4 separate regions of the Zea mays genome follow, and all the other regions are linked to region 1. The links are chromatin contacts, called in public Hi-C and HiChIP or PLAC-seq maps. All regions are on one chromosome and are shown on one strand. Each heading gives the region's core, a stretch centred on a gene start, on an enhancer-like site or on the middle of the called end of the contact. The rest is flanking DNA. Distances are from core to core; before and after follow the strand shown. Region 1 holds the start of LOC100191930 (Tetratricopeptide repeat (TPR)-like superfamily protein). Region 2 holds the start of LOC118476971. Region 3 holds the start of LOC542103 (SET domain protein SDG117). Region 4 holds the start of LOC100193142 (Dof zinc finger protein DOF2.1).

Region 1 (5,076 bases), core at 1,442-3,941:
CGTACATGCCAACGTCTCTCAGGCAGATTCACATGATGACACGATCGTAGGACGGTGCTCGTGTCCGTGGTGCGACCATGGGTCCACCTCGTCGCGTCGCGGATGGGACTGATCACCGATGCGATGCGGTTCACGCGCATCTCGGAATGCAGCCAGCCAGGCAGCCAGCGAGGAAAATGGAGAGAAAAGTTCGGGGGGGTCGATCGAGCTCGCCGGCCGGCCGGTCGGCGGTCGTTGGCGAGCAACTCTAGCTCGCCTACTCTGAAGTTGCCATCCTTGTCCTCCTCGCGCGCCGGCGCCGCGACTGCGACCAGTGTGTTTTATACTCTGGAGTAATTGTTGATATATACACAGTGTAATCGCAGCATGACAACCTTCGTTTCCGCCGTCCCGTCGCTTTCGCGCCAACCGATCGTCCACTCTGGCCAGCTGCCGCCCGCCGCGCTGCACCTTCTTTTTTTTTCATACTGACTGACAACCGGACGAACGAGAGAGAGAAAAAAACAGCGAGCAAATCCAGCCACCTGCTGCTGGCCTGGCCTTTCTTGAGAGGACCCCCTCAAAAAAAAAAAAGAGAGAAAACAGCTCTACAAGAAAGGATCTCGCCGAATCATATTTATTTCCAGCACAGACTCGTACGGTAATGCGCTACACACTGCCACCTACGTTTCGGAACTCCCGTGAGCTTGGCTGTACAAGTTGGTTCGTTGTAGCTAGCTAGCTAGCTGCAAACTGTCTGGCCTGGCGTGCCGCCGGGCGCGTCGTGCCAGTGGTGCGCCGGCAATAGAGCGCGACGCTGCATTGCTGTGCACTCCTCTGGCCACCTATAAACCACAGCCTAGGTGTGCACTTGACTTCTCACCCTCCTCCACAGCTCTCTTTTTTCTATAAGACATGCGAGCTTAGGTGTCTGATCGGGAGAGATGAGGCGTCCAATCTAACGAGAAATGTCATGCGCAGAAAGCACACACGCATGACCGCATCGCTTTACCAACCGTGCACCCGAGTTTTTTCTTTAAAAAAAACCAGGAAGAGAGAAACATAGCGTGCAGGGGCATGTTGCTATGTTAGTAAGCAGAACAATAATATCCATTTCTCCCGTGTCGCTGCGGATTTTTTTTTATGATGAAATCGTTACACTCGTGTTGCTAACATTACTCGGTAAAGCTTATAGAATATTAGATCAATTTATATAAAAGAAAATATGACCACCAAACAGAGATAGCATGTCATGTATGTTGATATACTGAAAATAATAGTTTGCACTTAATGGTAGATGATGATGTTGCACTTATTGGAGGGTGATGCATGTGGCACTTATTAACAAGATATGATATGTGAATATAGCTTGCATGCAGCTTTTCTAAAAGACATGGATATAGATGTAAGTAGATTCAGAGTTGGACAGCAGCATAAATAAGCAATGAAGTATTTTTCAGGTGACTAACAAATGGTGCCTCGTGATTATAACAAATCATGCCTCGTGGATGTAACATATAAAAAAACAAAGTGACAATTTGTGAGACAAAAGGAAATAAAAATGATACGGTAAGAACTAGATTCAAGGATAGAGACCAAAAGTAAAGTAGGTTGGTAGGCTATCATCGTCCTAAGTAAACATATATATGATGGACTTTTCAGACTTAGGGTATGTTTGATTCAGCTTTATAAGACGGATTTTGCCGTGGTTCCAGAAACCGATGAATAATATAATTTGTGTTCGGTGGGAGATGCTAGCGCAGACTCACTCCGAATGGTGAATCGGTGAGACTCGAGCGTAGAGTTTGAGGCAAAGAATTATATTATTTCAGGTTGGCGCTCTAGTCCAGTATAGTACTAGTCGTAATATTACTTGAGAACTGTGTTACAACTGGTGCGTGTGTGGGAAGGAGGGGGCCTTGCCCTTTTATAACACAAGGGTGGGATCTTACGGTGGAGACTTGTATTTACTAGGAGCTTGACCTGTTGACCTTGGTGGCGTAGTCCCCCTTATCGAAGTTGTTGCCCGGACAATGTACCACCACTACCGGCGCCGCTGCATGGTCCTCCCCCACGACGAAACTAGGGAGGATATAAGCGATGCACGCATCCGTAGTGGGAGAGGATGCAGGTGGATGGAGGGAAAATTGCCGCCATTCTTTTTCTGTTTCGAGAGTTAGGGCGTATCTGGTATGGCTCTAGAGCAGAATCGTTGCACTCTAATGGGTCCTCCTTGCGCTACAGTACTAGGAGAGCATACAAGGATCCGCCAGATCTAGCGTGAGGGTGTCGACCCCCACCCCCTTCCTGTGCGCTATAGTGCACATTGGAGTTTGGTAGTTAGGAAAAATTGATATTGGATGATAAATAGATGTAGAAAATGATACTTTATGATTTGGTGGGGGTATAGGGAGAATTTAAAGATAACCTCTGGCTTCTGCTGCGGAGAAGAGAAAAATAGAGGATATAATCGAATTGACTGCATAATGCGGTACATGGAGAAAAATTTACTGAAACGGCCACGGATAGACTAATACCCAGAGTCCCAGACTTTAAATGGGTACTTCCATGCTGAGCTGGAACAATATTCCCCTTCCCGCTCGTGGCTGTGGCTGTGGCTGTGGATGTGGTAGTGTGGTCCGATTACACCGAGGCGCGAGCCATCATTTCTCTAGTCTGCCCCCTGCTCTTCGCGGCTCTGCCGCACTCGTCTTCTCTCTTCCTCTTCTCTCTGTCTCTCCTACCCTCCGTCACCACCTCGTCCCTATGGCAAGCGAGCTTCTCCCAGCCTCTTCCTACCAGACTATCCTCCTGCCGCAACGGACCTGACGGTTTCCCTCCATCTGGCCTCCCTGTCGCGCGAGCTGATCGACCCACGCAAGCGCAATGCCGTCCAGAGGCTAGTTCGAGCTGCTGAGCGCTGATCACGGTGAGGCCACCCAGATCCACCCGACTGCCACCCGGATTTCGCACCTTGCCTTTTCTTCTCTCGTTCACCCAGCTGGCTCGGTCGCTCCTCCCTCTCTAGTGGGCAACTGCCAACTGGGCGACTCGCCGACGCCCCTACGCCAGGTGCTCAGGTCTTCGTCGGGTCTTTTGCCGGCGACGAACACACACCAGGTTTGCGCACCCTTTCTCTTCCATTCCTGCTGTGCGAAACCGAGCACACGACCCTAATTTAAGCTATTTTTGTTCGGATCTGATCTAATTACTAGCGTACGCATGCCTGCCAGCATCGATTCTTTGAGCAAAAGTTAGTGGGTGTACAATTGTACACGCATGCCCTTTACTGGCTCCGCCCCTGGCCTTAGCCAATCTTCCTGTTTTTCCGTTTATTGGTTGTTCGGCTTCAGTTTTGAAGCATTCACATGTCGCCTTAATAATAAAAAAATTCCGTTTTTTTTCCAGGGTATTGTGTAGAGCTATCATCTCCCTCGGTTTCTTGGAAGAACAATTATTTGACATAATTATCACCATAAGATGCCTGGAATTACAGAGGATGGAGTTGTTGCAGAGGAGGTGCCGAACGGGGTGAATTTCTCTCCACAGAACGAAAGTCTGCCTGCCCCAAAGTCGACAGCAGCTTCAACGATGGCGGGTAGCATGCAAAGCGAGGCGCTTGAGATGCATGTTGAGGCCTCCGGTGCTGGGGAACCCTCAATCGAGCAACTCTACAACAACGTATGCGAGATGGAGAGCTCAAGTGAGGGTGGCTCCCCATCACGCGAGAGCTTTGGCTCGGACGGGGAGGAGTCTAGAATTGACTCGGAGCTTCGACATCTTGTTGCTGGGGAGATGGAGGCCATGAAGGTGATTGAGGAGGAAGAGGAGAATGGGAGTGTTGCCAACGTTGTACCCCCTGCTCCTGCTGAGAATGGGACCCCAGTAAAGGAACACTCTTCCAGTTCGTCCAAGAAGTCGAAGAAGGCATCAAAATCACAGCTTGAGTCTGATGCCTCTGTTGGACTCAATGGAAAGGCGTCCACTGAGGAAGGTGAGAGCGAGGTCAGCAAACCGGCAAGCCGAGTTGGCCGACGGCGGAAATCAAATGCCAACCCACAGAGTGGAACAGAAGATGCTGGGCTTGATAACCCAGACCTTGGTCCATTTCTTCTTAAACATGCAAGAGACTTGATTGCCTCAGAAAACCCACGGCGGGCATTGAAATATGCTCTCCGTGCCACAAAGTCGTTTGAGAAGTGTGCTGGTGGAAAGCCAAGCTTGAACTTAGTGATGAGTTTGCATGTTGTTGCAGCAATCTACTGCAACTTGGGAAAATATGAAGAGGCTGTACCTGTGCTGCATCGATCCATTGAGATCCCTGTAATCGAGGAAGGCCAGGAACATGCTCTCGCAAAGTTTTCTGGTTGCATGCAGTTGGGGGACACCTATGGCATGCTAGGTCAAACTGCACACTCACTGCAATGGTATGCTTCTGGGCTTGAAATACAAAAGCAAACATTGGGAGAGCAAGACCCAAGGGTTGGAGAGACTTGTCGGTACTTAGCTGAGGCCCATGTGCAGGCACTACAACTCGATGAAGCACAAAGATTGTGTCAGATAGCCCTTGACATCCACAGGGAGCATCGCGAGACGGCCTCACTAGAAGAAACAGCTGATAGGAGGCTGATGGGTCTAATTTGTGACACTAAGGGTGATCACGAAGCTGCCCTGGAGCATCTAGTGATGGCCAGCATGTCCATGGTAGCCAATGGTCAGGAGACAGAGGTGGCCTCAGTGGATTGCAGCATTGGTGATATCTACCTCTCCCTGGGCCGGTATGATGAGGCTGTGTTTGCTTACCAGAAAGCTCTCACTGTATTCAAGACCAGCAAAGGGGAGAACCATGCAACTGTGGCTTCTGTTTTCGTGCGCCTAGCAGATCTGTACAATAAGACGGGGAAGCTGAGGGAGTCAAAATCCTACTGTGAAAACGCCCTAAAAATCTACCAAAAGCCTATTCCAGGGACTTCTCTGGAAGAAATCGCCACTGGTCTAACTGACGTCTCAGCCATATATGAGACGATGAATGAGCACGAGCAAGCGCTCAAGCTACTTCAGAAGGCCTTAAAAATGTACAACAACTCTGCCGGCCAG
Region 2 (5,076 bases), core at 1,107-3,606, 460 kb before region 1:
CATCCCTGCCGCTGGTCTTCCTCTTCTTCCTTCCAGCTTTCCCAGCAGTCGTGCCTACTTTCTGACTGCTGCTGCTGCTACGTCGTCCCTGCCTCGGCCACCAGTGCATGGGGGGACGCTCATGTGGTACAGAAAGGAAGCCACCAGCTCTCTTTTCCACCATAGCAAGGTCAAGTACCGCTGGGCCACACCACCAATCCAGGTTCAAGGGAGCACGGAGATGAGCTCTTCTTTCGGAGGCTAGTGATCACTCGGTCACTCCTCTCAGTTTGTCTTTCCTTGTAGTTTGATGCTCTGTTTCTAGTAGCAGGTAGCAATGAACAAGGTCATACCTCTCTATCTTGATGCTTGATTTATACTACATAGTATATATACCTTATAAGTCCTGGTACATACAGCAGAAGACTAGGACTGATTAGGGTCGACTAGTCAACTGATCAATGACTGACTAGTCGCCTGGTCGGTACCATCGTGACTAGGGTTGACTAGCCCGTTTAATAGTGTATTTATAAATGCGGCTGTAAAATCAATTATATGTTGTTACAAAACCAGTTGATTGAAGGATTTCTCGAAAAAAGTTGCTTTGTCTGTTGAATTGGTACTGCCCGGTCGGTACCGTCGTGACTATAAGGTTGATTAGCCCATTTAATAGCGTGTTTATAAATGCGGTTGTAGAATCAATTATATGGTGCTACTACACCCGTTGATTGAAGGATTTCTCTGTTGAATTTTCGTACTTGGCATGATTAGCAAATGTCTACAGTTTGTTCCATGTTTGTCATGTATTTTGACAGTGCCTAACTTTGTGTTGGTTTATGAAGCTGTCCTGGCGGACAATGGCAGGCTGAAATATATTGAACGCATTGCGGAGAGATTTGTTGATTTGACTATGGAACATAAGGGGGAGATGAAGGTTGTGGTCAGGACAGTTATTGTAAGTCGATTTTCCATTTCTTTTCGAAAACAGTATCTTTTCGAACATCTCAGTATTTTCAAATGTTATTTACCATACAGATAAGTTAATAAAAAACGTAGTGCCTCTAGATTACATATGGATTATGGAACATTGCCATACATTGTGTCAAATTCATCACAATTTCAGACTAGATGAAGTATATGCGCTACTCATTTCTTAGTTGCTTTGAGTAATCCACGTGAGCATTTTGGCATGCTTAATCATAGTCGACCAATTAGAGGCATGCCTTGCATATTTTGGTACAAGGTTTTTTTTATTTGTTTCTTTAGCTGGGAAAGATCGTGGGTAATGTGGACCTTTTGGTTTATTGGGTTTGGATGTGTTGATTTTTCGACTAGAGAAAGCCAATTTGCAGAGCAAAGGGGCCATATAAGTGTTGATCTTTGCATTGAAGGTTAAAATCAAGCTCAACCCTGCAGTTCTTCGTTCAAAGTTGTTCTGTTCTATGTCGGCCTCGAACAAGCTGCTGCATCTCTTATCATATAATCACGGATCAAATTCTGATAATATTCACTTGTACAAACCGAGTACAAATCATCCAGAACTTTACGAAGCTTGCCTTCCCAGATTTTCTTTACACAGCTTTACGTATTTTTCCTTGATTATTCAATCTTTTGCTGATACATGTTTCCTCTGCTATTAGTCACTCACCAAGGAGGAGGAGAAAGAACTCAAGGAAACCTTGCAGGATATCCTTGGGGAAAACAAAACTATTTTGGTTGAACAGAAGGTAACTGCTTGAACCACGAGCTTCTTGAGAGTAATATATGAAGGGATGCTCCTCAACTGTGCCGTCTCTGTTGCAGATTGACTACAGCATCATGGGAGGATTAGTGATTGAATTCGGGCAGAAGGTGCTTGATATCTCAATCAGGAACAGGGCGAAGCAAATGGAGGCGTTCTTGAGGCAACCACTTGACTTCTAACAGCCTTTTGGATAAAAGAAGCATCATCGGAATGCAGAGGCTGTCCTGTTGAAGGTTTTCCTGTGTCTGCAATTTTAATCTGGCCTTTTGAATAAAATGTTTCCTCTAACAAGTGAAGGGCACTGTTTTTATTGTCTCGTGGGCCACAGATGCCTGCTGAACAATTTATGTTCATTTCTTCTTTTCTTAAAGAAGCATGCACTAAGAACATGAAGGATGCATGCCATGGAAAGTTTTTGAAAGTCATTGAAACGTATGAGCTCCTCATGCAATGCATTATTCTCCTTATATTCATGGGTTTACATTAAGGTTCATCGATTGCAAATGAAAAAAAAACGCGCTAACAAGTGTCACAATATGTCCCTTGATGTTTGGTTGTGTGTGCTCCTGTACGAAGAAAAAGCGCGCCAAAAAAGTGGCATGTAGTAGTCTAGTACTTAATTCTGAAAAAATAAGTAGAATAGGTACGCCCCTGACGCGTGCCCTTGCTTTCTTCCCTGTTTTGCGTAGGCTTTAGCTTGAGAACAAGAGGCACGTAGCCCCTTGCGAGGGTTCAGGGCGAGTTTGCTTGAAAGAATCAACAAAATCGATCCCCCCCAGGCCACTACTCGGCCGCTCAAGCAACCTTGACCTCTCGCTCACTCTTCCAAGCAACCAATGCAGTTATCCTAAGCTCCCAGCTGCTGCTGCTGCTGCTTCCATGTCCTCGCCGTCTCTCCTCGCTCCCTCACCATCGTTGTGGCTTCTGTTTTCTGTCTACGCGCGTCCAGCGATGCCGTCGTCGTGCGTGGGCGAGACCGGCCTGGTGGCCATGGACTGCCTGGTGGTGTGCTGCTGCTGCCCGTGCCTGGTGCTGCAGGTCACCGTCTTCCTCTTCGTCCGGCTACCCAGGAAGGTGGTCGTGAAGACCAAGAGGGTCATCCTGAGGCGGTGGCACAGGAGAAGGCCACCGGCGCCGTCAAGCGCAGCCGGGCTGAAGCTGGCCGCCCTGCTGGACCTGGACGACGACGGCTTTGAGGCCGCGTTCGGCATGGGAGAGAAAGAGAGGTGCAGGTGCTTCGCTGTCGGCGGCGACGGCGGCGTCGACGTCGACGTCGACGGCGTGTGGGAGGCGATCATTGAGCAGGAAGGGCTCTTCTGGTTCGGGAGCTTTTGGGGCCGGCGTGGGGCGGCTTCTGAAGGCGATGATCGGATGGATGGGAGCTTCAGGTTGCCTGTGGCGCTAGAGCGGGTACGTGAATAGGCGGCTAAGGTTTTTCGATTCACGCAGCGGTGTAAATACGCGAGGGATTTGGTAATTAGCCAAGGGGCTCCCATTCAGAGTTCCGCTGGTCGTGGTCGGCATATATATTTATTTACTCGATGACTCGATCAGTCAAATGCATGTACATAATAGTATCAACATGCCAGAAATAATGGGGTGTTCACGGCAGAATGAGCAATATCACATGTAAATTTAGATATGAACTCCATTGTAAACGGTGGCTGGCTGGCTCCTGGCTGTGCCTCGGTGGCGGTCAGCCGGTCAATCTTTTGCGGATTTGACAACCGACGACGGCTAGCTGTGCTCTCCTGATGATTGGATGACGCCGTCGTCACGCGATATAATACACCACCAGCCCCGGTCCTGTCATTTTGAGGCCTCAGGCGAACTAACCATAGTGCACCCTCTAAACTATATAAAAAATTCTATGATATGTGGCGAAGCATATTAGCACTTCGTAGGTAAATAATGATATGCATTGAAATTAGTTTTTAAAATATCTAAGACGCTAGATAATATACATCGGTGCAAACTAGCACCTCGCAGGTTAAGAAATAAGAACAATGGTCGCTGGATAACCTGAATCCTTATTGCTCGAGCGTGCGTGTCTAGAGCCCAGCGTAGCACCCTAGAATCCTACTGGCAGTGGGCAACGCGTACCGCGTGATCCGTGTGCGTTAGACGTCCGCGTGCCCAGCCCTACCGGTCTGTTAGCTACCTATACTATTTTACTACTTGCGTATAGCTCGTGCTAACGCTATGTTTCTGGGAAGGGGTGGATGACGACGATGGTGGCAGGAGGAGGGGTTGACAGCAGTGGGGACACGAGAAGAGAGGGATGAAGGATATTCAAATAATATTCAACGATCTGAACCGTTGATTTTGATGTTACGTTAAATATGAGTGCAATTTGTTTAGGGATTTAATAAAGATTAAGGGTGTGTGAGTTATTTAGTTGGATAAATTTTGTAAAGTTTAAATTGGTGTATTATATAGTGTTATAGATATTAAATATTAGACCCTATTAATTTTGGGCCCTCGTCGTCGCCTCTGTCGCATGTGCCAGGGCCGGCCCTGTATACCACCGAGGTCCAGAAAGACCAGGAAACGTAGTGCGTACGAGCTCACTTGGAAAACAGCAAACTCGACTGATCGGTTTCCCCGACACACACACAAAGTCGCAACTGACACGATAATCACATGACCCTGGAGACGAAAACGAGTTTGACTGGATCACTGGAAGAAGCGATCGCGTGCGTTCCTCCCAAGGAAGTAGGGATGAAAACGGAACGGTAAATTTCCGTACCGTCTCGTTTCGAATAATGTTTTTTCCCGATCGTTTTCGAATTGTTCATGAACCGATTAAAAACGATATAAAATGATTTATCTAGTTTTTTTTGATCGTTTTCGTATTTTTCGTTTCCGAGTCGTGCTAATACCGTTTTTTACCGTTTTATATAATATGAGATAGATCTAGCATATAATTTAATTAAGTTATAGAATTTTGTTGTGTTTAAGTGAATGAATAAGAGAAAAGCAAATGTTATAATTACTCTAACTAATATGAATGACGAAAGAGTTATTTGTGTATTTCTAAATCTTAAAAATTAGGCAATACATCACTTTATTATGTTTTTTTATAAAACTACAAAATAGTTATCTTTCCGACTATAGTTTATCGTTTTCGGTCGATTTCGAATAACCGACAATTCCGATCCCGTATTCCGACAATTGGTTTTCGTTTTTGTTTTTGTCCCGACCAAAAAATATGAAAACAAAAATAATTTAGCTATTTTTTCGATCATTTTCGACCGTTTTCATCCATACAAGGAAGCAGCAACAAGTGATGATGGCGCTGGCCGGGGGTGGCCTGCCGTCGAGGTGGAACGCGAAGCCACGTGCACCCGATG
Region 3 (5,076 bases), core at 753-3,252, 300 kb before region 1:
GCCCATGTCATTCAAAGGGGAAACAGACTTCTTCTCTTCTTGTGGAGAAGATTTATTACGTACTAAATCAATACTGCAGGCTATTTCTGATAGATCTTGGAGCGTGCATTGCAATTCTTCCTGCCGTGCATGGCATCCTACCAAGTCAGTTTTGACTTCCTTACTTACAGCATCTACAATCCCATCTACTTTGCCACGATCCTCTGCTATTTTCTCCGCTTCACAAGGTGTGACGTCTCCATTGAGTCTGCATGGACTTGGTAATGACATTGTATTGGGAGAAGAATGTATCTCTTCCTGAGGATGATGCATATCCTTCTTACCAAAACTCTGTTTATTAAAGCTATAATCATCAGTTTGCAAGCCATTATAATTTCCAGCACTTAAATTTAACTGAAGTTTTACATCGGAGTAAGAACTGTCGCTATTCTTCTCTCTTAGTTCTGTCCCCTGAGATAAATCGCCCAAATTAAGAGATGAATTTTTGGAAGCAGAATCTAATACCCGATCCATGCCTGATTGACAAGCATCGCTAAGATCGACAGGGCTACATACTATTGTATCATCTTTTAGGTGGACATCAGAGCCTGCCCACCCATAATCATCATGTGAGACGGTCAGCTTCCTATCATAGGCGATTTGTGGTGTTTTATCCATAGCATTTTTCAACTTGCAGTCCATTTGCATAACAGGAGGGTCCATCAGCATTGCTTTGCCAGGATCTGGTCTACCAATCCTCTATGATTGAAAAGGCAGGTCTTCCAAAAGCAGTGCAGGAAGCCAGGAACTATCATCTACTAGCATGAAGCCCATAAAGACTGTTGACTTAGTTCTACATAGAAAAAGTAGGAAACTGTTGTTTAGAGTATATGCAGTGCTTCGAAAGAAAACAATTATAGAGGAAAAAGAAAAAACTAAAAATCACACAAAAAACTAACAGAGTTGCATTTGAAACAGAAAATAATATATGCAACTTATGATGATTTTTCTATTTAACAAATGTGTGGAGTGACAGCACTACCCATGCAAAAAAGGACAATATCCTCTCAAAATACACAGAAGAGTATTATCTTCTCCCATGCTAAACATGGTGTTCTTGAAAGTGCTATGCTAGGCAGACAACAGTTGTACCTACGTGATTAGGCAGGCGAAAATATTCACCAAGGCTGCTTACGTGGAAACTACACGAAAGAGGTGAGGCCTAGCGCCTAGGCAAACGTCTTTTGAAGCATGATGTGGAGTGAGAGGTTTGATTCAAGCGTTAAAAAGAAACAGGGAAAGTAGTGTATTCAACAGTTGGCATCACAAAATAAATAGCTGGTTATATATGACAGCCCTGTCACACAAATACACAGACTAGTAACGATCTCCCAGCAGGAACATAAAATATACTGGATTCGTTTGAATCTGACCCAAGCAATTTAACGAACATACCACATTTTGGCTTGTACCATGCAATTAAAGTCCATTTTAATTACATGCATGAAATCACAGTGCGACTCTCTCTCCTGGTCTAGCTACACCAAAATTTCAAGAGGGCACAGCATATGGTAAGCATGCAAAACTGTACAAAATGTAGTGCCATTTTCGTACGGATACCATGGCCATTAAATACATTTGTCATAAAACCCTAACTATATGTTTCAACGTGCAATAAAATTGTGCCAGTGAAAATAGAAACCCCGAGATGTTCGACGCGCCCATTAGGATCCATGAAGCGATTTCGGTTATGGATTGGGACCATAGGCTCGGCAGAATGCTCAACGGTCTTAGAAATCCCAACGAAGCTGAGCATGACCATGACCGATCCTTGGGGAGATGGAGACGAAACGGAAACTACCCTCCGTGACGACGCACCTCGAAGGAGGCGGTGCCAGCTCCCGCAACACACCGCGTTCCCCGGCTGCGGCGAGGACAGCAGGATTCGGCGGTGGCGACAGCAGGGCCCCGAGAACTCGGCGGAGGAACAGGTCGCCGAGACTCAGAGAACCGGACGAGAGACGCCAGCGGTGGCTCGCGACGGCCACGCGACGACGGGAGCCGCGGCGGGAGGCGGGGGTGGCGACGAAGGGTTTGCGACGTGCTGGGGAAGGAGATGGGGGAGGTGGGCGGCGTCCGCGATTCGCCCCTGGTAGTCCGGTGAAGGAAAACAGAGAAGAGAAAAAAATTAGAAAACTCGCCAATTGATTTCACCTCATCGGGATTAACCGTTTGGGCGCTTTGGACCTGCAAAACGGCTATTCAGCCCGGTCTAGCAAAGAGGGCCTGCAGGAATCCAACCAGAAAAGCAATATATGAAAGGATGGCCCAACTAGAATGAGCACAGTGCAGTCCATACAAATCTTCCCGTGTGAGAAGATGAGGTCCAACCACAGCTGGTAATGCGCACCGAATATTCGATATGAAAGCGGGTACGAGGTGATTTCTCTAATTGCGGATATGTTAATAGGCAAGAGTATTTACCTATTGAGGCAGACTGGTATAGATTGGTACTACTCATACTCGTCTATCCATGGGTAAAATATATCCGCATCAATACAACTATAACCATTTAATAGAGCTCATCTTAACAAATAAAACATTTTCTAGCTATCATTTGTCTAGCTACCAAATTATGTAATCATATGATTTGTTATATGTAGGGCTGGAAAAAAAGCTCGAGGCTCGCGAGCCGGCTCGGGCTCGATCAGGCTCGGCTCGGCTCGTTGAGGCTCGCGAGCCTAAACGAGCCCGAGCCGAGCCTAATTCCACGGCTCGCTACACTAACGAGCCGAGCCGAGCCGGCTCGGTGAGGCTCGCGAGCCGGCTCGAGGCTCGGTCCAAACTACTGCAACTATCACTTGTCAGTTGTCAGTTTGTTTATTAGTGTCCAGTCATCTAGATCCAGTGACCGGTGTGTTGTTTTGGTCACAACTCACAAGGAACTAGAGTGTATGGACATAATTTTTTATTATATAGAACATATTATGCTTCAAATTTGAACTAACGACTATAATTAACTTGAGTGTACAGGCTCGCGAGCCGAGCCGGCTCGCGAGCCTATATCGAGCCGAGCCGAGCCTTATTACCGAGCTCGCGAAGTGACCGAGCCGAGCCGAGCCTGGCTCGGCTCGGCTCGTTTCCAGCCCTAGTTATATGTGTGAAAGGGAAATAGGCTTACACCTTTTCCTAAATTGATTTTGGTGGTTGAATTGCCCAACACAAATAATTGGACTAACTAGTTTGCTCTAGATTATAAGTTCTACAGGTGCCAAAGGCTCACAACAAACAAATAAAAAGACCGAAAAAGGATTCAAATGTAAGAGAGCAAAGTCAACCGAAGTGTACCCTGGTCTGGTGCACCGGACTGTCCGGTGCACCAGGGACTCCAACTCCGAACTGCTCACCTTCGCGAATTCTGGAGGCCGCTCCGCTGTAATTCACCGGACTGTCCGGTGTAGCACCGGACAGTGTCTGGTGGCGCACCGGACTGTCCGGTGTGCCAGCAGAGCAACGACTACTTCGCGCCAACGGTCGTTTGCAGAACGCATTGAATGCACTACAGTGCGCGCCAGAGTCAGAGCAGAGACTGATGGCGCACCGGACAGTGAACAGTGCTTGTCCGGTGCACCACCGGACTGTCCGGTGCCCCAGAAGGCAGAAGCTCCAACGGTCAGAATCCAACGGCCAGGTGACGTGGCAGGCGCACCGGACTGTCCGGTGCGCCATGCGACAGCAGCCTCCACCAAACGGCTAGTTTGGTGGTTGGGGTTATAAATACCCCCAACCACCCACCATTCATTGTATCCAAGTTTTCCAGCTTCCTACACCTTACAAGAGCTATAGAATTCAATACAAGACACACCAAAGAGATCAAATCCTCTCCCAAGTCCTTAGTTCATTCCAAATCAAATAGTGACTAGAGAGAGAGAGTGACTTGTGTCCATTTGAGCTCTTACGCTTGGATTGCTTCTTTTTCTCATTCTTTCTTGAGATCAACTCAATTGTAACCGAGGCAAGAGACACCAATTGTGTGGTGGTCCTTGCGGGGACTTTGTGTCCCGTTTGATTGAGAAGAGAAGCTCACTCGGTCTAAGTGACCGTTTGAGAGAGGGAAAGGGTTGAAAGAGACCCGGTCTTTGTGACCACCTCAATGGGGAGTAGGTTTGCAAGAACCGAACCTCGGTAAAACAAATCCTTGTGTTTCACTCTTTATTTGCTTGCGATTTGTTTTTCACCCTCTCTCTCGGACTCGTTCATAATTCTAACGCTAACCCGGCTTGTAGTTGTGCTTAAGTTTATAAATTTCAGATTCGCCATATTCACCCCCCTCTAGGCGACTATCAATTGGTATCAAAGCCTGGTGCTTCATTAGAGCTTAACCGTTTGAAGTGATGTCGGGAGATCACGCCAAGAAGATGGTGATCGGCGGTGAGAAGTCCGCTACAAGCCACAGGAAGGCTCCATCAAGGGAGTCCGCCAACAAAAAGAAGGATGGATCCCCTTCACGCATTCGATCGCACAAGAGTGGCGAGAAGAAGAAGAAAATGAAGAAAGTGGTCTACTACGAGACCGATTCTTCCTCGCCCTCTACATCCAGATCTGACGCCGCGTCCGTCACTTCTAAGCGCCAAGAGCGCAAGAAGTATAGTAAGATCCCCCTACGCTATCCTCGCATTTCTAAGCATACTCCATTGCTTTCCGTCCCATTAGGCAAACCACCGACATTTGACGGTGAAGATCATTCTATGTGGAGTGATATGATGATATATCACCTAACCTCACTCCACAAAAGCATATGGGATGTTGTTGAGTTTGGTGTACAGGTACCATCCGTAGGGGATGAAGATTATGATGAGGACGAGGTGGCCCAAATCGTGCACTTCAACTCCCAAGCCACCACTATACTCCTCACCTCTCTAAGTCGAGAGGAGTATAACAAGGTGAGAGCACCTAGAGGGGGGTGAATATGTGATCCTGTAAAAATTTGAAACTTAAAGCCACAAACTTGATTAAGTGTTAGCACAATTAAATCAAGTGGCTAATGAGAGCTCTTGTGAACCACAATTAACACAAGTGAGAACAAGCACAAGAGAC
Region 4 (5,076 bases), core at 1,495-3,994, 290 kb after region 1:
CGAACCCAAAAAAAAACCCGTTCCAAAAGCAGCTCGTCTTCGCGTGGAACTGTAGGTCCGAATTCCGAAACGTGCATCGTGCATCACATTCGATCGAGCGCCCCATGCACTCCACATGCGTTTCACATGACATAGACACCGCGCGCATACGACAAGGCGAGGGGTACACCCAGGAGGCCAGGACCAGAAGGAGGGACATCAAACCGAGCAGGCTAGCGCTCGATTTCACATGTGGTAAAAAAAATAGTAATAAAGAAAGCTAGCGGTCCCGAGCCTCGTCGTCCGCTCGCGCGCGTGGCTGCACCGCCCAACCGGCGGTGGCACGCGCCGCATGTGCTCCTGGGCCGGGTATGGGCGCCGGCGCTCTGCCGCCGCCGCCGCCGCCGCCAGCCAAGTCGAGGGCGGACTATCACACACGCGCGCGCCTCTCGCTGGACTTTCACCTGGGCTGCCGCCTGCCGGAGCCTGTGCGGTCGAGCGCGTGCCGCCGGGCTGCCGGGTGAGTGCACAGTACGAGAGGGGTGGAGAGCTACGCTCAGGAGCGCACGCGCGCGAGCACCGGGTACTAGGCGAGCCGAGACCGAGAGGCCCGGGGTTGGTGGCGTGGCGCGTGCGTCCCCCCGGCTTGCCGCCTCGCTCGTTGCGTCAACTGCTCGCGCGTGCTCTCGTACGTCCACTCGTGCAGGATGGCGGCGTGGCCATGCATGCGATGCGATGGGAGCGAGTACGCGCGCATGGGAATGGGACCAATGGAATCTTGGTGTTCCGACCTAAGCACGCTACACAAGTGCACACCTTGCTATATATCGATGGAGCAGCTAGATGACGTGAACATTTTTACGTGTCGTTCGTTGTCCATCCTGCTTCTACTGGCAGTTCGATTCGTTTCTCTAGCTCGATGCGCTTTGGCAATAATTAAGCATAGTTTTAGTCATCGTGTGTGTCTTGCTATAGATGCATCGATTTTACCCGAAGAATTGCAACAGCAGCTTAACAAATCCTGCGTTCTGACAAAACTACCGGCCGGCCTGCATGCATGCAGAGCTCGTCGACCAGCTAGCTGCAGCAGGGGTGACTGGGTGAGCAGTGAGCACGGTGGTTTCAAATGCCCGAGTTTTCTTCGCAGAAACTCACAAGCCGGCATCGAACATCAGCAACTGCCACGCGTCCACACCGGCCGGAACACAGCAGAGCGTGAGAACGCGATGCGACACCGTGCGGTGCACAGATCAATATTAGGCTGTGACAGTAGTGACGCCGGCAAGGCAAGGCAAGCGCGCTGGAACGGAAACGCTGTGGTAGTCGTCGTCGGACTGACGCCGATGGGCATGCGTGCATTGCGTCGCACAGATCATTAGGTTATTGAGGGGGGATGCGAACGGATACCTTGCTTGCGGGGTGCGAGCTCGCAAAGGCAAGCTTTAAAGCGCAAAGCAAACGACATTTGAATCCGGAAGAGGAAGAAGAGGCGACAGGGAGAGATGCTTCGGCTCTGCTATATCTGTCTCTTGTTTGCTCCCACACATGCCCCCCTTTCGAACCATGGCCATGGCCGGCCGGCTGGACCCACAAAAACATGCTTTTGAACAGTCCCAAGAAGAAGAAAAAAAATCTCACCCATAACGCCCGCCGCCATACATACGTACTGTACTCCGTACTACGTACATAGACTAGGAATCCGTTTTCGCCGTACGTACTTTTTGGAACTACGGCGCATATCTCAATGTCGCCGCCGCCGACGACGGTCGAAGCAGCGATCCGGTCAAGACGCATGGGCCCAGTTGGAGTGCGCTTTTTTCGGTCGGTTTTCTCGTCTCTGGCCTTTCCTCACTGGGACCGAAATATTCCACGTGGCCGGAGTGGTGTCGTCCTGGCTACGCATCACCACAATCCAAGCCACGTCACTCTGCCTTTCCGGCTAGGCGGCTAGCGTATTTGCTCAAACTGACATTCTGCCGTCTCGTAACGGTGACGCATCAAGTATTCTGATCCACTAGAGAGAGCTACTACAGTACCTCTCTTTATCCTACTAAGTAGCTAGAATATACATTTTTTTCTCTCTCTAAAAAAATTCCATGACATATTAAGAGCATAAACAAATGTTATGTATATCACTGTCATTTTTTTGTAACAAAATAAATGAAGAAATAAATTGGACCAGCACGCCACGCACACGCGCGCACAGCCGATCAATAGCCACTGGCCTGTGGATGGTGAGCAGCCAGCCAGCCAGTAGCGTAGGGGTAGGCTGGTGAAGTGAAGGGATGGATCATGGATGGCCGCCGAACCAGGACGGAGACGGACGGGCCCGGCCGACGACAACCGCGCACGCCTCGGGATGCGAACTGGCGGCGGGGGCCGCGCGGGCCTCAAGGAACCCAGCTGCGGGGACCGCCGGCAGCGCGGAAGCCGACGCGACGAGCTAGGCCGCCCGCCTTTCACTCTTCCGGCCTCCGTCTCTCTCTCTCTCCTCCCATCCTCTCCTCTCCTAGTCTCCCCTCCTGCCGGACGTGTCTCCACTGTCCACTCACCGCGCTCCAGTCCGCCACGCTGCCGGGCGCTGCTGGCCCCGACACCGTGGGCCAGCCCCGGCCCGTGGTGCGCGGAGCCCAGCAACATGCACGCAGCCACGCACCGGCACCGCCCGGCACGCTGCTGCCTGCTGCTGCCGCCTGCTAGCGCTTCTGTCGTACCAGTACTACTGCTGCGTTCCTCAGTTCCTTCCTCGCTCTCGATCTATCACCAAAACCCGCCTGCTAATCACTCCGGTGTGGGAGTTGGGGTTGGGTTCGGGCGCGCAACTTTTCCTCCCCTTCTTATTCACATCTCCTCACCAGCAGCCGCCGGCACCACCATCCATCCATCCATCCTCTCTTCTTCCTCTGCAAATCGATCGCCCGGCCTTCCGGTTTGTTTGCCGCTGCAAATCGATCGCGCGTCGCTCGATCGGTGCATCTATCGTCTCCTCCGACGTACCGTCCTCGCTGCGTACCTTCCAGTTCGTCGATCGACAACAAGGCAGGCACCAGCGGCAAGAAGGAATTTCAGTTAGTGCTCTATAATATGATCAGGTAGGGTAATCAATCAAGTAGTAGCTACTAGCTACCAGCTGTGTGTTTATACGTATTTCTTTTGGTGTGTGTCGTAGCTAGGTTTTGCGTGTTTGCTCGTTGATCTGTTTGGCAGCAGAGAAGTAGAACACACCTTGATCGTCGCTGCTCGTTGCTAGGTCGTAGTCAGATCATATTGCTGCTGGTGATCGACCGACGATGATGGCCGGGGCACCGCCGACGATGCACATCTGCATGGACTCCGACTGGCTCAAGGTACGTATATACCGTGACCACATACCTGGGTTCTTGTACTAACATATATAATTCCTTTCTGGCAGCTCACTAGCTCCTCTCTTTGTTGATCTCTGCGCTATATATCTCTTTAATTATCTGTTGTTTTTTTGTCATAACGTACTACTAAGTTGTATGTCTCTGCTCTCTCTACAATAATGGTTGTTTATTAGTGTAGACTTAATCTGATCAAAGGCAGTGAGATCGTAATAATAACCTTTATGAAACTACTATGATCGATCACAGGAGATATCCAATTAATAGGTCCACAAGGATCGTTATATCTTACTTAAACCAACAAAGAAACTAACCGATGAAACTCTGGAAGGATTATTGCTCACAAATATGTCGAAAAACACAAAGGAAACAACCACATAAACAGTATAATAAAGTGTACTGCACCTGCACTACCGTCAGATTCTTACCCATATATTAATTGCAAGCAAAAGCAACAAGAGAGATAAAGAGAGATCTGAACAAGTACATCTGATCTACATGGCTTTAACTTTAGAACACTGCAAAAGCCGTGTATATCGATCTCTTTGACTGTCGACATAACACGTGAAAAGAACAACGTGAATAAATATACTTGTCGATATTTTACCATAATTTTATTAGGGAAAACACTATTTTTTGTTAATGATAACTAGTAAGTAATAAGCACATATATGTATGAACGGTAGACGATGTTCTTATCATGTTATGTGTTTTCAAGCTTAATTAGACCAGATGTTACCTAGCAGCACGATGAGACCATTCTTCAAATACATGATGGCGCCATGGCGGACATGATGAACGAGCACAAGATTTTATGTAATCTCACTGACAATTCTATCTAGTACGAGTTTATAGGAAGTGCCTGCATAATGCATAAGAAATCAATAAAAAAACGAAACTACGCGCGCGCAAAGGATCAGATGTGTGGCGGCCAGGCAACAGAGACTGACCAACGTGATTTCAAAAGCTACGGATTCACCATTGGCAGATCAGAGATCTAGAAACTCTGATCTACATGATGCCTCCATCATGAAAACCATAATAATCTCTGGATCTTTTTGCACGCACCTCTTTCACGCATTCCGAGGCTTCCATTCTGTCACTGCACGGCTCATCATGATTTGCGATCACTATGCAACAAACGTGGTCTCGTGCTTTTCAGGGCATCGTCGTCCCCGAGGAGCCTGGGATGGGCGGATCGTCGTCCTCACCGTCAGCGGAACTGATCGCATGCCCTAGGCCGCCCATGCACGCCGCGGCGGCGGATCACCGGCGTCTGCGCCCGCAGCACGACCAGCCGCTCAAGTGCCCCCGGTGCGAGTCGACGCACACCAAGTTCTGCTACTACAACAACTACAGCCTCTCGCAGCCGCGCTACTTCTGCAAGACGTGCCGCCGCTACTGGACCAAGGGCGGCTCGCTCCGCAACGTCCCGGTCGGTGGGGGATGCCGCAAGAACAAGCGAGCCAGCGCCAAGAAGCATCCCGCCGCGACGCCGATGCAGCCACGGCACGTGGCGGAGACGGGCCTCCACCTGTCCTTCTCCGGCGTGCAGCTGCCGCCGCCGCCGTCCCCCGCCGCCGCGGCCGACCCGCTCTGCAGCCTCGGCCTTCTGGACTGGAAGTACGACCCGATCCTCGCGGGTTCCGGTGGCGCCGCCGCTGGCTCGTTGGATGGCGCGAGCTCCGAGGCGCACTTCGCTGGGGCGGGCATGCTGGGCATCCCAGGCGGCGGC

Evidence for each region. Hi-C and Micro-C count contacts between places; a contact is called where the count stands out from the background. HiChIP or PLAC-seq counts read pairs in DNA pulled down with a chosen protein or histone mark.
Region 2: a Hi-C map of ear shows a contact between it and region 1, with 2.2 times the contacts expected there. The contact joins the promoter of LOC118476971 here to the promoter of LOC100191930 in region 1. A contact is called at or near these places in 2 of 25 Hi-C or Micro-C datasets (ear and leaf).
Region 3: a contact with region 1 is called in an H3K4me3 HiChIP or PLAC-seq map of leaf, with 4 times the contacts expected there. The contact joins the promoter of LOC542103 here to the promoter of LOC100191930 in region 1. A contact is called at or near these places in 2 of 25 Hi-C or Micro-C datasets (both in leaf) and 1 of 3 datasets of contacts at active chromatin or transcription factors (leaf).
Region 4: a Hi-C map of tassel shows a contact between it and region 1, with 3 times the contacts expected there. The contact joins the promoter of LOC100193142 here to the promoter of LOC100191930 in region 1. A contact is called at or near these places in 2 of 25 Hi-C or Micro-C datasets (ear and tassel).

The regions. Positions count from the first base shown.
Region 1 is chr4:165,731,996-165,737,071 of Zm-B73-REFERENCE-NAM-5.0, reverse strand. It overlaps LOC100191930 (Tetratricopeptide repeat (TPR)-like superfamily protein), which reads left to right and starts at 2,691. Exons shown (of 3, transcript NM_001137354.1): 1 at 2,691-3,099; 2 at 3,388-5,076. The coding sequence starts at 3,460.
Region 2 is chr4:166,188,281-166,193,356 of Zm-B73-REFERENCE-NAM-5.0, reverse strand. LOC118476971 reads left to right here and starts at 2,356. Exons shown (of 1, transcript XM_035967383.1): 1 at 2,356-3,366. The coding sequence starts at 2,603. The coding sequence ends at 3,145. It overlaps LOC100282837 (ATP synthase subunit O mitochondrial), which reads left to right. Exons shown (of 6, transcript NM_001155743.2): 4 at 822-934; 5 at 1,620-1,706; 6 at 1,783-2,247. The coding sequence ends at 1,902. It overlaps LOC111591409 (small nucleolar RNA snoR86), which reads left to right and starts at 1,331; the gene lies at 1,331-1,449.
Region 3 is chr4:166,035,597-166,040,672 of Zm-B73-REFERENCE-NAM-5.0, reverse strand. It overlaps LOC542103 (SET domain protein SDG117), which reads right to left and starts at 2,002. Exons shown (of 12, transcript NM_001358411.1): 1 at 1,858-2,002; 2 at 1-832. The coding sequence starts at 708.
Region 4 is chr4:165,438,007-165,443,082 of Zm-B73-REFERENCE-NAM-5.0, reverse strand. LOC100193142 (Dof zinc finger protein DOF2.1) reads left to right here and starts at 2,744. Exons shown (of 3, transcript NM_001138300.1): 1 at 2,744-3,071; 2 at 3,230-3,326; 3 at 4,504-5,076. The coding sequence starts at 3,270.